2 separate regions of the Rattus norvegicus genome follow, and region 1 is linked to region 2. A link is a contact called in public Hi-C data. All regions are on one chromosome and are shown on one strand. The core of a region is the stretch at or near the end of the contact, and the rest is flanking DNA. Distances in the headings are between cores, read along the strand shown.

Evidence for each region. Hi-C and Micro-C count contacts between places; a contact is called where the count stands out from the background.
Region 1: a contact with region 2 is called in a Hi-C map of the A7r5 cell line, with 7 times the contacts expected there. The contact joins the promoter of Pbx1 here to the enhancer-like site in region 2. A contact is called at or near these places in 3 of 12 Hi-C or Micro-C datasets (the A7r5 cell line, frontal cortex and mammary epithelial cells) and 1 of 1 datasets of contacts at active chromatin or transcription factors (oligodendrocytes).

The regions. Positions count from the first base shown.
Region 1 is chr13:83,119,783-83,122,482 of GRCr8, reverse strand. It overlaps Pbx1 (PBX homeobox 1), which reads left to right and starts at 1,437. Exons shown (of 9, transcript NM_001134862.2): 1 at 1,437-2,021. The coding sequence starts at 1,831.
Region 2 is chr13:82,619,240-82,621,939 of GRCr8, reverse strand. It overlaps the pseudogene LOC134481462. Among named protein-coding and RNA genes, the nearest start is that of Lmx1a, 250 kb to the right of the region's middle. Within about 2 kb of position 1,314, at least 23 of the 93 cell types and tissues checked have an H3K27ac peak or open chromatin away from gene starts, as enhancers often do.

The sequences.
Region 1 (2,700 bases), core at 188-2,687, 500 kb before region 2:
AAACTTGGGTATGAATTCCAGCCTTGATACTTTGTAACTATGGACTTCTAACGCATTCTTTAACCTTTGCGAGTTCCCTCTCTGTGGAAGGACAATAATAACCCACAATTCACAGAGATGTCTTGGGGATTAAATACAATAACTCAAGTAAATTACTTTGTGCATAGTAGGCATTCAATAAATGTCAGTTTCCTTCTTTTCCCTGTTATTAATGCTTATTAGACTATATTAAAAACTAGAACCAGACTGTGATAATGCAGTCCCTTATTAAGTGTTTAAGCCAAATAACCAACTTCCCTCGCGGGGGAAGAGAATTGTTGAATTCGTTTCTTTTGGTAAACTTATTTATTGGTATTTTTCTTGAGTTTTATTTGGTTTCAAAGTCCACACTTTAGCTAGTGTCTATGCCACAAAAATGACAATTCATATTCTCTTTGCGGGCATAGAGTTGAGGTTTTGCAAATTACTTACTATCTCGACTTTCACCTATTAGAGATCATTATTCATTATCTTAGCAGCTCGATTTTATTTACTAACTACGTCATATAACAAAGTTTTGCTCTCAACAGTTTCCCCGAGGTCTAAGATTTCAGAGAACCAAGTTTACTACCGCAGCGTCACCGCGTAGACGAACGAGGGGTGGGGCGGAGGGATCCACACGGTCTGTGTGCTTTCGTGTTAATTTTACAGTCTTGCGTTTAAGTGGAGCCACGTTTTCCTCAAGGACGCAGCCTAAGCAGACAAGAGCCGGAGCTAAGGTCTCTCTGCGCCTTTAAGAACTGGAGACTGGGTCGTGGCTCCGCCCCCTTCCCGGCCCACCTCTGAACTCTGATTGACAAGACTCCCGGGCTAGGAGGAGCTGAAGGAGGCCGAGGAGGCGGCGTAGGGTGGAAAGTAGGTGGAGGAGGAGCCCATTTTCCGGACTGGCCAATCAGAGAGGGGGGCGGGGCTCAGAATCCCTCCTCCCTCCTCTGACCCCCGCCTCCTGGCCTCTCCGCCCCCTCCCCCCTTCCCTCGGCCCCCTCCCCTCTCCTCCTTCTCCTCCTCCTCCTCCTTCTCCTCCTCCTCCTCCTCCTTCTCCTCCTCCACCTCCTCCTCCTCCTCCTTCTCCTCCTCCTCCTCTCAGGCTGTGGTTTTTCTGTATATGTTTCTGGAGTCCTGAGCCTGGGCTAAACAAAAGCAGGAGGCTGACGGGGCTGCTGGAGTTTGCAGAGACACGGAGGAGGAGAGAGCTTGGGTTTTGCCTGCCGCCACGGCTGGGGGAGATCTGGCTTCTGCTACAGCCCACCCCCTTTGAGATCACTCTGGCCCGGAGTGGGGGTGGGGGGCAGCGGGGGGTGGGGGGGAAAGTTTGCATTGCAATCCCCCTGCCTTCCTCTCCTTTCTCCCGATCAATGCATATTTGCAAACGGATTAAGCCACAGATTTAAGCGTCGGGAGCCCATTTCTGCCTTGCACAGGAGATCGGACTGAAAAACCCAAAGGCAGCTCTGATTTCTTTTCGCCAAGTGGGAAGGTGGTTTATTTTTCTTGCTTTTTTGGAGTCAACACCCTTCCCCACCAGCCCTTATCCCCACCCTCACCCCGCAACCCCTTCACGCCCCCTCCCCCTCCCCATCCTCCCACCATCCTCTAAAGAGGCAAAGAGATTTTTTTTTTCCCTTTTGGTCTTCTTCTTCTTCTTCTTCTTCTTTTTTTTTTTAAACCCTGGTCCCTGTTTATCCTGAAAAGGATTTGAAGACAGCTTGAAGGATAAAAAGCCTCGGTGCTTCCCAGGCGCCGAGCCGAGGAGCCGAAGAGGAAGAGCCGGGGCTGCCGGAGCCTTCAGAGATGGACGAGCAGCCGAGGCTGATGCATTCCCACGCTGGGGTCGGGATGGCCGGACACCCCGGCCTGTCCCAGCACTTGCAGGATGGGGCCGGAGGGACCGAGGGGGAGGGCGGGAGGAAGCAGGACATCGGGGACATTTTACAGCAAATTATGACCATCACAGACCAGAGTTTGGATGAAGCGCAGGCCAGGTGAGATGGAGGCTTTTCTTTGCCTTTCTTGTTTTTTTTTTTTTTTTTTCCCTCCCTCTCGCAGGGGGAAACAATGGGAACTGAATCACCACAGCGCTTTCTTTTAAAATGTTGTTTCTTTCCTCATTTTGACAAGCAACTCTATGGCGGAGGAGTAAAATTTAAAGAAGCGTTGTTATCGAAAGTGTGATCGCCCGTGCCGAGATATGGCTGTGTGTAGATATTGTGCGTGTGTGTCTGTTAGAGGTTTTTTGTATGAATGCACAAAAACACGCAGCCACGCCGAAAATACTGCCAACTAATCCGAAAGCGGCCCTCGGCACTTTTTTACAGCTTTAAAAAAGTGTACGAAGGAAGCAGAATTGTCAAGTTCCGAGCGGCATTCCATGCCTTCGGTAGTTGAGGGACTTCGGAACATGACAAAATAAAAAATGTCCCAAGAACACTTTATTTGCAGATTCCACTGACTCCTAAGCTAATTCAGCAAGTTTGATTTTTTTTCTCTCCTTCTTCACTTACCCTTCTGTAATAGTAATTATTATTATTTGGTCTTTTCTTTTTTTTTTTCTTTTTTTCCTCACTCCCCACCCCAAACAAACAAGCGAACAAAAAAGGAAGGTAGCTCTGTGTTAGTAGATGTCAGATAGTAAGAAAATACCTTGCAGTCACTCCGTTCTGT
Region 2 (2,700 bases), core at 65-2,564:
GCTAAAGTGCTTTCCATAAAGGCATAAAGACCAGAGTTCGATCCTCAGAACCTTACAAAGTTAGGCATGGCAAAGCAGAGGCATCAGACATGGAGGCCCTGGGGCTTGCTAGCTCGCCAGTGTAGGTGAATTGGCAAGCTTAGTGGGAGACCCTGCCTCAAAAACCGAGGTAGAAGCCAATAGAACAATGAAGGTGAAGACAAAAAGCTCCCAAGCACAAAGTCTTTCCCAGCCAAAAGAGCGGTGCAGAGAGACATCCACAGCCACACAAAAAAAGAGAAGGGCAGCCCAAGGCAGGGCCACTCTGGATGTGGTCCAAATGCCCTTGGCAAGAGTACATCCAGGAAAAACAAACACGACCTCTGTGCCATCATCCAGTTTCCCCTGACCACCAAGTCAGCCATGAGGAAGACAGAAACAATGACTCTGTTCATCGGAGAAGCCAAGGCCAAGAAGCCCCAGGGCAAACAAGCTGAGAAGAAATTCTGTGACGGAATGACCAAAATCAATCAGGCCGGGAGGAGAAGGCGGCACAGGTCCATCTGACTCCGGATTGTGAGCCTTTGGATGTTGCCAACAAATCTGGGCGCACTTAAATGGAATCCAGCCCCATTGAAATCCTGCTGATAATTCCTTCTTTAAAAAAAAAAATTAGTTTAATTATGTGTGCCAGTATGTCTACATTAGCGCAGGTGCTCACAGGGGCCAGAAGAGGGCACTGGATTCCCGGAGCTAGGGTCACGGGTGGTTGTTAACTAGCCACCCAGTGAGCTGCTGGGAACTGGACTTGGGTCCTCTGAAAGAGCAGGATACAATCTTAACCACTGAACTTTCTTTCCAGCCCCAACGATAGACTTGCAGTTAGAGGTGCTAGGAATTGAACCCAGGACTGAGCAACACTCCAAACAGCTATTAATTCTAAGTACACAATATTAACCATAAAAAAGAGTAACTGAGGAAGATACTGGACATTAACCCCTGGCCTCCACATACACACACAAACACACACAGAGACACACATACAGGCGCACACACACAGGCGCGCACACACACAGACACAAAGACACACAGACACACACACAGACACACACAGACACACACACAGACACAAAGACACACACAGACACAAACACACACACACACACACACACACACACGAACACATATATACATGACCAAACAATATACACATATACAAAACAGTTTTGCTCCGATAGACAAATACATATAAAAGTATCAGGGCAGTTTCTCTGGCGTGGCCCTTCCTCCATGTTACTATGAATGCTGCCTTTTACACTGGGTAGAAGACAGTGCTATTTGTCCCAGCGCTGGCAACACTGGTATGGGAAACTTCAACACAGTGTGGAGTACATGGTCTAATTCTGATTCTTCAAAATTCTTCTCAGATTTTTACCAAAGCTAAAGCAGTCGTTCCCCCCCACCCCACCCCCCATGCAACTGGCGGTGTTTGCAGGCTTGAAATTGAATCTCAGGGAAGACAGACACAGAGGCCGGCTCTGAGCGTGAATACAGGAGACGAGTGCCTTGCCAACACACAGGTAAAGAAGGAGAACAATACAATCCCTTGTGAGGATGCCGAGGAGATGCACACCTTTTACAGCAATTCGCATCACTTTTGATTTAACGTGGGAGAAATGGAATTCTCCGGTAGCCATCCCTGACGTATTTGCGTGAGATTCTTGCGCCATCCAGTGGATATCTTGTGGAATTGCAGCAATTGCTTGTGCCTTAAATTTTGTCTCTCAACCACCTTGTATTGTTTACATTCTGCTCTTTTGTCCTATTTGCATTAAACATGTTGTATCTATTCGTGTAATCATGAAATAATCAACAAAAGCGCTTATTACAAAAATACAAAGGCACTGATTTTTAAAACCAAATAAAATGTAAATTAATAAATTAGATAAAGCAAGGTGATCTGTACGTAAGTATGTGAATATTAATAGAATTATCTTCCGAATATTCCAGAAGATAAAGTTCCTTGACCCTAATGGCAGATACACTAGAAATAGGACAGGACTTGATGCACCAGATGGGCTGGTACCACTCAAAGATGCTGGCTGATGTTGGGCCATGCCCATAGATATATCATAATGGGAACGCAGGAAGTCAAAGTGCATTTAACCCTAACTGCCAAATGTCGCAGCTTAGCGAATGTTGCCAGTTGTTTTTTCCTCCCGATGCTACTGATGCTCTGGTTGACTGGGAGCTGCGGCTGGCTGACACTTTCCAACCTGGAGACAGGGTCATGACGCCTGTCACTAGCCCAGGAAAAGATCAAAACTTTGAAATGTGAAGGAAGCATGTTTTTGGCTGAATGCACATCACTTTCACGATGCTGTAAAGTTCCATCCTCCTACATCAAGGCATCATAAGTCAAGGATCATCCGTACTGCTCTGGTACTGGCTGCTGCTGCTGTAGGGCACTTCTTGCTGCTGCTGCTGCTGCTGCTGCTGCTGCTGCTGCTGCTGCTGCTGCTGCTGCTGTAGGGCACTTCTTGCTGCTGCTGCTGCTGCTGCTGCTGCTGCTGCTGTAGGGCACTTCTTGCTGCTGCTGCTGCTGCTGCTGCTGCTGCTGCTGCTGCTGCTGTAGGGCACTTCTTGCTGCTGCTGCTGCTGCTGCTGCTGCTGCTGCTGCTGCTGCTGTAGGGCACTTCTTGCTGCTGCTGCTGCTGCTGC